2 separate regions of the Sus scrofa genome follow, and region 1 is linked to region 2. A link is a contact called in public Hi-C data. All regions are on one chromosome and are shown on one strand. The core of a region is the stretch at or near the end of the contact, and the rest is flanking DNA. Distances in the headings are between cores, read along the strand shown.

What was found. A called contact is a pair of places that touch in the nucleus more often than the background predicts.
Region 1: a Hi-C map of brain shows a contact between it and region 2, with 7 times the contacts expected there. The contact joins the promoter of CCDC8 here to the promoter of PNMA8A in region 2. A contact is called at or near these places in 3 of 5 promoter capture datasets (fetal liver, fetal skeletal muscle and liver), 38 of 47 Hi-C or Micro-C datasets (adipocytes, adipose tissue, alveolar macrophages and 20 more) and 2 of 2 datasets of contacts at active chromatin or transcription factors (alveolar macrophages and skeletal muscle).

Annotation. Positions count from the first base shown.
Region 1 is chr6:52,472,869-52,478,300 of Sscrofa11.1, reverse strand. CCDC8 (coiled-coil domain-containing protein 8) reads right to left here and starts at 3,793. Exons shown (of 1, transcript XM_003127233.4): 1 at 44-3,793. The coding sequence starts at 2,184. The coding sequence ends at 769.
Region 2 is chr6:52,426,936-52,432,649 of Sscrofa11.1, reverse strand. PNMA8A (PNMA-like protein 1) reads right to left here and starts at 3,431. Exons shown (of 6, transcript XM_005664614.3): 1 at 2,941-3,431; 2 at 2,759-2,939; 3 at 2,664-2,756; 4 at 2,516-2,662; 5 at 1,734-2,513; 6 at 1-1,233. The coding sequence starts at 3,008. The coding sequence ends at 1,186. LOC102166902 (a long non-coding RNA gene) reads left to right here and starts at 3,547. Exons shown (of 3, transcript XR_303849.3): 1 at 3,547-3,632.

The DNA of each region.
Region 1 (5,432 bases), core at 2,544-5,043, 45 kb before region 2:
CACCCTGGAGCATTCTTCAGTTGCTGGGCCCAGAGGCAGGAAATAAGTTTGTAAACATGTTTATTTGCATATTGACCTGTGCCTTCTTTTTAAGTTCAAGGAGGCAGTCAATGTAAGTGTTCAGGCAAGATGGTGAAGAAAAAAGGGGAAGGGGAAGGAATTTCTCCCCTGCCTCCCTTTTCAAGTGGAGCACCTAGAGTTGCACTTGAGGAAGTTAAAATCTTGGGAGATGCAACCCCGTTCTATAGGTTTCTTTACATTCTTTGAGTTGCTATGAAGAGTCTGTATTTTTTTTTTTCTTTTTTAAGGGCTGCACCCGCGGTATATGGAGGTTCCCAGGTGAGGGGTCTAATTGGAGCTACAGCTGCCAGCCTACGCCACAGCCACAGCAATGCCAGATCTAAGCCGCGTCTGCACCACATCTCACTGCAACACCAGATCCCCAACCCAATGTTCGAGGCCAGGGATCAAACCTGCAACCTCATGGTTCCTAATTGGATCGTTTCTGCTGCTGCATGATGCGAGCTCCCTAGTCTGTATTTTTTTTTTTTTAAATCAATGCATGAAAGATACAATTTTAGCAAGAAAAAAGAGGGGTGTTAGGCGGAGATTAGAGGGGCACTGCCAGGCCCTTGATTTATCTCCATTTTCAAGTGTGGGGACAGATTATAGCATCTCTGCCCAAGTGCAGGGGAGTCAGGGACACACCCTGGCTGGCCAATACTGTGACAGGTGGCAGGGTCCTCTGTGACCCCCCCTGCCCTTGCCTCACAGCTGATCTTCTTGCTCTTCATGTTCTGCTTCTGCTCTGGCCTCAGGCCTCAGGACCCTGAGGCTCCTGGCCTCGCCTGCCCTGGGGACTCTCTTGGGCAGGGTGGGCAACCTGGGGGTGTGCCAGAAGGCTCTCCGGCGCTTTCGAAACCACGAAAAGCGGCCGGGGGTCTGGAACCTCACTGTCTTGACCGGTTTCCGGGTCCTGGCTCCTGGGGTTGCCCCTGTGGCTCTCCAAGCAGCTGAGGATTCAGCTTCCTGGACAGCCAGGGCCTCTGCCCTCTGACTACATGCAGCTTCTGCCCTCTGGTCAGGAATGGCCTCTGCCCTCTGGACAGCTGGCGCCTCTGCCCCCTGGACAGCTAGGGCCTCTGCCCTCTGATTATCTGCAGCCTCTACTCTCTGGACAGTTGGGTCCTCTGCCCCCTGAGCAGCAGGGGCCTCAGCCCTCTGATTATCCACAGCTTCTGCCCCCTGGAGAGCTATGGCCTCTGCCCCCGGGACCACTACTACCTCTGCCCTCTGATCATCTGCAGCCTCTGTTCTCTGAGCTCTAGTTGGGGCTTCCTCCCTCCTGCGACGACGGAAGGAGGCCCAATTGATTTTGGGTCTCCACCGACTTGGGGGATTCTCAGGCACCCGCCCATCTCCTGCATTTCCCCTGTCCTCCCCGAGGCTTGAGCTGCCTGGCACCGATGCGCCATCCCTCTCCACCCTGGTAGAGGCCTGCCGGGCCTCACCCACCCCTGGGCTGGACCTCGGTGCCCAGCCCTTCACCCTCCGCTTCAGCTTCCCCCAGGACACCTGGCTGACATATTCCCGCCATCTATCAGCCTTGGACAGCTGGGGTCCCGGATTGTCCTCAAACATGGGCACTGGCAGGGTCACACGGCGGCGGGCCGGCGGGGCACTGGGCTTCTTCTCTCCTCGCCGCAGGAAGGCCTCAACCAGTTCCTCGTCATCCTCGCTCTCCAGGTCGCTCCCAAGGAATTTGCTGCCCAGGTAACTGACAGGCATTTTGCGCAGCCTCCTTCCACGCCCCGTGCCTTTGTGGTCCTTGTCATCCTTGTCTCTGGAGGTTTCAAAGTCGCTGAACTCGCTGTCACTGGCATTGCTGCTGTCATAAGTACCCACGACCAGCCGAGGAGGTGGCGTCACCATCTGCGGGACTCTCCTCCTCGATCCGGGCTCCTTGGGCTTTTTAGGGGGCTGGGGCGGGTGGGGGGTGCTCTTCTCGATGATGCGGGCCACATCCTCCAGGGTGCGGCCTTCTTCCTCCAGAAACTGGATCAGCCGCTCCCGAAATTCCGCCTCCTTGGTGGCGGGCTTGGAGATAACCCTCCAGACGCCTCCCGCCAGCCTGACCTCGCGGGGGATGAGCAAATAGTCTACGTCCTCGCCGATCTGCAGCATCCCCACCGTGGAGTCCTCCTCGCGGCGGAACACCTTGCCGATCTTCTTGAATGTCCCCACCGGCTTCAAGGCTTCCACGAGGACGTCCAAATCCACATCTTTGCAGATGTCGGGGACGCTCCAGAGGATCAGGCAATCAGGGGAAGGGAGGAAGCCCCAGGGGAACCAGCCCCCCACGTGGCTTTTCTCGAGGGTCTTTAAGATCTCCAGGGTGAAATCTAAAGTGCGGGCAAGGAGCCCAAACTACTCGCAGCGCCGAGTCTTGGGGTGGGGATGCGGTCCCAAGAGCGCGGCCGGGAATCTCACCTCCCAGTTTCTCTGCCCGCAACAAGTCGGGTCGTGATCCAGTTCGCTCCCCTCAAGGACTGGTGGGAATCGATTCAGGGTGCTTACGTGAGTCGGAGTCTCAAGGTTCCAAGCCCGCCGCAAGCTGTAAATGGGTGTCCCGGCTCCAACTCAGTGTAAGGACTGCTGGTGGCTCTTCCTGTGCCAGGCACAGGGGACGTCCCTGGAACTTGGGAAAGGACTTTGCAGACAAAGACGGCTCAGCTGTGGCTGTTCAATATGGCCGAGGCTCTTGGAGGCCGCAGCCAGCTCCCCAGGAGGGTCTCCCGCCCCTAGGCAGGCTGCCACCTCGGTCCAGGCTGACCTTGACGCGCCTCCGCCCCCAGCCTGCGCGCCCAGGGCCGGCGAGTGCGCGCGCGGGCAGGAAGTTCCTCCTCGCCTTCCCCCTGGATGAGGCCCACCTTCTCCCTGCTCGGCTTACACTCCCGGACTCGGGGAAGACTGACAGGGGGGCTGTCCACTCCCCTTGGGGCGCCCTCGCCGCCCTCCCCCCCAGGGGTGTGGCTGCGCCCCGGGCCTCTCAGGGGCCCCGGCTTCCAAGCCAAAGGCCTGCGGTGCCGACGCCCACGTCAGCAGCTTTCTCTGAGAAAGGCAGCAGTTCCCGAAACTACCGTCCCAAAAGTGCGGGTTCCAGCCCAGCCCTGAAGGTGGGCGCGCTCATCATCGGGCAATCCCTTGGAAAGCCACTGACAGTATAGTACCATCTTAAAATTAAGTGACTTTGGGTACCGGCAGTTCCTAGCCATATACCCAGACATGTGGGTGAAGAACCTGGTATCAAGGTCTTATTGCAGCTCATCATGGGGCTTGGCACAGAGTAGGTGCTCAAGAAATATTTTTGAGTGAATGAATGCACCTAATTGTTCACCGGTAGGGACTAACGGTGAAATACTAGGCCGTTATGAAAAAGAGAAGTGACTGAGAATAAACACATTTTAGGGAGCACTTCCTACGTACGAAGGACCATGCTAAGTGCTTTTTATAAATTAACTCATAAAATTCACACAAAAACATCAGGATACAGATAATACGATGCTCATTCCCATTGTACAGCTGAGGAAATAAAATCAATCTCTTGCTCAAGGTCACATGGCCAGGAAGAAGACTGAACCTGGATTTGATTCTGAAACAGTCTAATGTGTGTGTAGACCAAAGGGCCTAGGTGTATACATACATTTGTCATGTGTAGAAGCACTGCCAACAGTGGCTATATCTGGGGACCCCGGAGGTGGCTTTTCACTTTTCACATGACTTTTCACTCTATCATTTTGGAGTGCTTCAATTTTTAACAATCAAAAATGTTAACTGAAATAAGTTAAATTAAATTGAAGGACCTCAGATACCTCAAAAATGTTAATTGAAATAAGTTAAATTAAAGGGTCAGGATTCGCAAAGCTTCTTGGGTAACTGTGAGGCAACCACATGCACAGCAACAACTGCCTTAGTAATAATAACGGTTAACCTGCATGGATGCTTTCTTTGAAACCAGGCATCCTGAGTGGGCCTGTTATGAATCTGCAGAGCTACACCGAAAGGTGAATGCCTTCACTATCATCTCCTTACAGCTGGGGACACTGAGGCTGGTCCCCGATTGCACAGTTCGAAGTGGAGAGCCAGATATTTGAACCAGATCCCAGACGTTAGAACTAACTCCAGGCTCTGAAGATACAGCTGATCTGCGTCCTCCTGAGAGTGCTAGGCTGTTTGACCCCTTAAAAGCCATCGCATGTCCAGCTGCCCTCAATGCTTGCCTGGATCCATACAAATCCCTCCTCGTGGGGCTCCCTGCTTCCTTCTCACTGCCTATAATCAATCCACCCCCAACCTAGCAACTTAAGCCAGATCTGTCTCTCCTCTAATTTTTTTTTTTTTTTTTTTTTTTTTTTTGTCTTTTTGCTATTTCTTGTGCCGCTCCTGCGGCATATGGAAGTTCCCCGGCTAGGGGTCGAATCGGAGCTGTAGCTGCCAGCCTACGCCAGAGCCACAGCAACTCGGGATCCGAGCCGCGTCTGCAACCTACACCACAGCTCACGGCAACGCCGGAACCCCGACCCACTGAGCAAGGGCAGGGATCGAACCCGCAACCTCATGGTTCCTAGCCGGATTCGTTAACCACTGCGCCACGACGGGAACTCCTCTCCTCTAATTTTAAAGTCCTCGCCATCACCCACAAAGTCCCACTTCCCGCTCTCTTTCTCTCTTCCTCACTCCACTCCAGCCACACCTGCCTCCTCATTGGTCATCCAATAAATCGGGCTTACCTCCACCTTCAGGTCCTTTGCATCACTGGTCCCAACACCCAGAAAGTTCTGCCCCTACCTTCTCTTGGCAATCTCCCTCTGCTCAAATGTCATCTTTTTTTGTTGTTGGCCGTGCAGAAGGTCTCAGGCTAGGGATCTAGCCCATGCCACAGCAGTGACAATACTGGATCCTTAAGCACTAGGCGCTAGGGTGTTGCAAAAGGTTATCACTTCAGAGGTCATACTGCACCCTCCCCAAATTACTGAGCAGTCTCTACCCTCTTGAGGACCCTTTAGCTTAGGAATTCTTAACCTTTTCCATGTCAAGGACCCTTTTCAGGATAGTTTTGCAATGCATGGTATTGTATTATTGGATTACAAAGGAGACCAATTTTAATGTATGCAAATGTTAAAAAAAAATTCCCCAAACACCAAAAAACCCGGGTAAACTAGTGACTCTAATATAAGGTATAAAAATAAACACATATGGAGTTCCCGTCGTGGCGCAGTGGTTAACGAATCCGACTAGGAACCATGAGGTTGCGGGTTCGGTCCCTGCCCTTGCTCAGTGGGTTAATGATCCGGCGTTGCCGTGAGCTGTGGTGTAGGTTGCAGACGCGGCTCGGATCCCGAGTTGCTGTGGCTCTGGCGTAGGCTGGTGGC
Region 2 (5,714 bases), core at 2,182-4,681:
TTTGGAAGCCACTGAGCTCAGGAAACTTGCCCCTTGCCCTCCTCCCACGTACAGAGGAAACACGGTTTTCTGGTTTATTCAGAGGGCAGAAATGAACGTCCGATCTCTCTCTCTCTTTTTTTTTTTTTTGTCTTTTTAGGGCAGAACCAGCAGCATATGGAGGCTCCCAGGCTAGGGATTGAATCGGAGCTGCAGCTGCCATCCTATGCCACAGCCACAGCCACGCCAGATCCGAGCCATGCCTATGACCTACACCGCAGCTCATGGTAACACTGGATCCTTAACCCACTGAGTGAGGCCAGGGATCAAACCCGCGTTCTCATAGATACTAGTCAGATCTGTTTCTGCTCAGCCACAACGGGAACTCCTAACATCATCTTTAAAGACTGTATTCCCCTGTCTCCCTATACCATGAGATAAAGTCTCCAACCTCAAAGACATTGAGAGTTTGGGAGCACCAGATGGAATTAGAGCCGGAGAGCTGGTCATCCCAGAGTCCTTCCTACCCATCACTCTTCTTGCCCGCAGGCTTCCTGCACGGGTTTTACCCCAAAAGGGAATCCAAGTGCCATTTTTACAAACAGAACCTAAAACTGGACACTTTCAAGACCCAAGTGGACATGTTTTTCCCCAAAACTAACTCCTGGGACCTTACCGCCCTCTGGTTAGACGACTGGCAGATGGCCACTAAAGACCAGTAGGAGGACAAGGAAGTCAGGTCTGCAGCGAAGACCTTGACTCAACTGACCCAGCAGTCAAAGCACAGAGGCGGCGGGAGGAGCGAATGATCCCCCGCTCTTTAAGACGCAGGGCCCTGCAGAGCTCGGCTGACCATCCAGAAGAGGAATCGGGGAGTGGGGGAGAAAAGCCGAACACAGATCCAGGTAACAGTGACCCTGCCCATGTGTAAGGGAGAGTGTTCTAGAATGTGCCCCATCTGCTTAGCGATGCTCCAATCTCTGCAGGTGAGTCTATGAGAAGGTAAAAAAGCAGGCCTGGCAGAGGAATAAACCACAGGGGTACGCCTGCCTCCCCCTCCAGCCCCCAGAATTCTTCCCACCTAAGATCTCACACGCCATTTACCTCTGAGAGCCGAATTTCTACAAACTGGGTCCCTAAACGAGTCAAGAGTCAATGTCCAGAGAAACGTTGTTCCCGACTTGGAACTTCTTCCTTGGTCTTCTTTCAACTCCTCAGGTACGGGTGGTCCCCCAAATCAAAGCTTTCGGGGTTCTGTGGATAAATTAGAACAGCTAAAGAACAGAAGCGGGGCGAAGAGTCATTGGGAAGTTTTCCCACTTGCTTGAACGTTCGAAGTCCTTGAACATCTCTAACTCCCGAGCAGGCCTCCAGAAAACTCCACCCTCAAAGCCACCTACCCTGACAAATGACATAACCCCAAACAACCCAACTTTTGCGGACGGAGATGGGTTGGGTGGCTGGAGAATACCCCAGAGACACTCACAAACAAAAGACAGGTCAGTGGGTTGGCTCTGCCACTTCCTGTCCCCAGAGGTGTCCCTAATGTTGGCCTTCAGGGGATCCTGGGAGGGGAGTCAGGGCTCTCAACCTCTAAAACCTCAACTAGGGCGTCACCCGCCTCCTCCACTGCACTGGGGCCCGCCTCGCCCACTATTTGATGTGCCGACCCCCTGGGTTCCTCTGCCCCCACCTCCCTCTGCTCCTCCCCCCCATTTGCTGACTCAACCCAAGTGACTTGTCGTCATTCTCACCATCGGAGGCTGTGGCTTGGCCTTTGGACCCTGTGAGTTTGAGGCTGGCGACTCAGCAGGCTGTGGGCCCTGAGGGGCCTTCTGGACCATTATGTTCCTTCCCGAGCCTGGCCCTTTCTTCGGAATCACTGGTTTCTTCTTGGTGTCCTCCGAATCAACAAGGACATAGGAGACAGGGCCCAAGCTCACCTTCTTTTTCTTCTGCTTGGGGGCAGGGCTCTTGGCCGGGGCCCAGCCCATGGCCTTCTGCTTTGGTGGGCCCTCTGGACCACCATCTTGGTCTGACTCAGAGGCAACTCCAGGGCTCCCAGCTCCTGCCCCAGCATCGTCCGGTGTGCTACTGGGAAACTTCCAGGCACATTTCACTACTGGCTTCTTCAGAGCTGATTCCTGCTTCACACAGGGCTTTTTGCTGCCCCCGACATATTCTGAACCCTCTGTATTTTCAGCATCACCAGCCTCAGGAGCCTCCAAAGAGGCCGAGCCACGAGAATGGCTGCCTTTAGACTTCTTCCAGGGCAGTGATTCCCGCTTGGGAGTTTTTTTCTGCTTAGTTCTCCTGGAGCGAATTTTAGCTCCAGCTTTTCTAACCCAAGGTTTAGGAGGGTCACCCTCAGCTTCCACATCATTCCAGTCGTCCACCTTCTCCACTTTCGAGGCAGAGCCCACCTCTGCAGCCCACCCTGGCTCCTTCTTGACCTTCCTCCCTGCTGCAGAAGCCAAGGATGCCACCACCGGGGCCTCAGCAAGCTCCTGAGCCCTAGCTTCCTCCCTGCTCCGCGCAGCTCGGCATCCGTGTAGAAGATAGCTTGCACCACTGCCCCTAGAAGCACCCCCAAGGCTTCTGCCCAGTTCTCCGGGGGCTGATTCTGGTTGCGGGGTGGTCGGGGCTGGTTGAGCTGCAGCAGGTGGACCACATCCTCCCAGGTGCTGCCCCTCCGCATCCAGGAATTCATTCAGGTTTTTTTAAAACTCAGCATCCTGGGTGGGGTCCCTACACACCACTCTCCAGACGCCCCCCCCCCCCTTCCTGGGAATGCCCGGGGTATAGCCCTCAGGTTCACGCCCTCGCCGACCTCGATGAGGGCAGCTTTGGCATTCTCTTCTCTCAAAAAAATCTTATTGAGCACGAAGTATGGGCCCAGTGGGGAGAGGACCCCATTCAAGGTCTCCTCAATTTCCGCCTGCCCACAGTCCTCCGGGATGCACCAACAGGGACCTCCGGAAGTCCACATCCATGCCCCGGCACCAGTCCTCCAAAAGGGTCACCGCCATGGCTGCAGACCCCTGACGTCTCCAATCCCACGTGTACTGAAGCGTCTACTGGGAAGACCCGGGCTGTAGCGGTCCCTAAATAGCAATTCTGTAAGGTGACAAGAGGCGGGGGGTCACATTCCCGGGAACAAGGCCAGGCTCAGAGATCTCAGCGGTCCCCTCCACGGCTGGGCGGCAGAGGCCTCGCGCTTTCCCAGGGCCTTCCTCCCCAAACCGTGCCCGGTTGCTCACACGTGTCCCGGAATCAGCCGAAAACCAAAAACCAAAGAAAGGCCACCCTGATGCACGAAGGTGCCAGCTCGGACCAAGGGCCCGGGGACACCAGCGTCCGTTCCAACTCGAACCCGAGTGGGTCATAAGGGATCTGGCCTCATCCAGTCAGCAGCTCCGAGCCCGAGGGGGGCGATTCGGCGGTGCGCGCTTGCGCACTTTCGCACTTGCTCCCGCGCAGCCCGGCGCGCAAGGCCCGCGGTCCCCATGGCAACCGATGATTGCAAGGGGCCTGCGCGTGGGCTTCGTAATTGGGCTGGGGGAGCCGGGCGGAAGTTTACTGCTCAGCTGTTGACCAATCCAGGCGTGTTCTCTGATTGTCCCTCCGCGTGCAGCCTTTCCACCCTGCTCTATGTGAGTAGCGTCTGGCACGGGAGGTGGGGAGTGTTGACTAATGAGGCTGCGCTAACGAGGCCTTTTACCTTCCTGTTGGGTTCAGCCAGCAGGACTCATGGGCACCACCAGAAGTCAGAGAGCGAGGAGAAAGACTGGCTTCAATCCCTGAGTTCCTCTAACAAAAGCCAGAGCTTTTGTTGTGAGCCTTCTCCTTCAGCTACAGTTCCTTTTTCCAGAGATTTCCAGAAGCCTTTAGAAATGTGTACACACACACACACACACACACACACACACACACACACACACCCAACCCCCGCAAGCCTGAGGATGGTGCCTCATCTTTGCTGATTTCCTCCGATCACTGCCTAACAGACAGCACTTTTGTTAATGGAGCAGTCCTTATGACTAGGTTTGAGTTGCCATGCTTCATGTCCAGGCCTCACGGATACAGCCACCTGGCAATGCAGCTTCCTAACCGTGCCATTTAAGCGATTTGAGCTCTCTGAGCTCCTTCCTCTTTTCCACAGTAGGAATACAAATACAAACTTTTCGGATCCGGAAATTTTGAAAATTCAGGGCGAGCGTGTATGAAAGATGCAGTGGGCCTAGGTAGTCAACCAAAATCTGTTGCTTGAATTCCATTTTGGACTCGGCCTTTACAGGGGCAAAGAGCCAAATATCCATTTCACTTCCTCTCTGGCATCCCTGAACTTGGGCATTATCAATATTTGTGTGATTGGGAGGTTCTGATGTGGCCTGGAACAAACCCAACTAGCATCTGTGAGGACGTCGATTTGATCCCTGGCCTTGCTCCGTGGGTCAGAGATCTGGCATTTCCATGAGCTGTGGTGGAGGTCACAGAAGAGGCTCAGGTCCCTCGTTGCTGTGGCTGTGGTGTAGGCCGGCAGCTGTAGCTCTGATTCGACCCCTAGACTGGGAACCTCCGTGTGCCATGAGTGCAACTCTAAAAAGCAAAAAACAAACAAAAAAGAATCCCCATTGTAGCTCAGTGGTTAACAAAGCTGACTAGTATCCATGAGGATGCAGATTTGATCCCGGGTCTCCCTCAGTGGGTTAAAGATCCGGTGTTGCCATGAGCTGGGGTGTAGGTCACGGACACGGCTCGGATCCCAAGTTGCTGTGGCTGTGGCGTAGGCCGGCAGCTACAGCTCTGATTAGACCCCTAGACTGGGAACCTCCATATGCCAAAAAGAAAAACAAAAAAACCCACAAATGTTGGGAGTTCCCATTGTCATGTTGCCAAATGTGTAGCCCTAAAAAGCCAAAAACAAAAAGAAAAACAAAAACAAAATAAAGCAAAACAAAACCAAGAAGAGCTGGAGTTCCCGTCGTGGCGCAGTTGTTGATGGATCTGACTAGGAACTATGAGGTTGCGGGTTTGATCCCTGGCCTTGCTCAGTGGGTTAAGGATCCAGCGTTGCTATGAGCTGTGGTGTAGGTCTCAGACATGGCTCAGGATCCCGAGTTGCTGTGGCTGTGGTGTGGGCCGGCAGCTACAGCTCTGATTAGACCCCTAGCCCAGGAAACTCCACATGTTGCGGGTGCAGCCCTGAAAAGACAAAAAAGAAAAAAAAAAAACAAAAAAAAAACCCAGAAGAGCAACTGGATCGCTCACATGTGCACAGTTCATGTACATATATTTTGGAAACTCTCTGGCTCTACCTACTAAAGCAAACCATATATTTAAAAAATAAGTAAATAAACAAGAGTGCATGATGTGGTTCAGTGGGGTAAGAACCTGACCAGAGCAGCTCTGGTGGCTGCAGAGATGAGGGTTCAATCCTCGGCCCAGTGCAGTGGCTTAAAGGATCTGGTGTTGCCGCAGCTGCTCCGATTCAATCCTTGGCTCTGGCTCAGGGACTTCCACACATCACGAGTGCGGTCATAAAAATAAAAAATAAAATAAAGTTGAAAAATAAAAAATTTAAAAATAAAAAAAAATAAATTGAAAACGTTTTAAAAAGTAAAAAAAAAAAAAAAAAAAAAAAAAAAAAAAAAACCAACACAAACCCTGCAACTTAAGAACTCCATGCCTAACTGTGTAAACACTCAACAGAAATGTCTTCACTAAAAGCCATG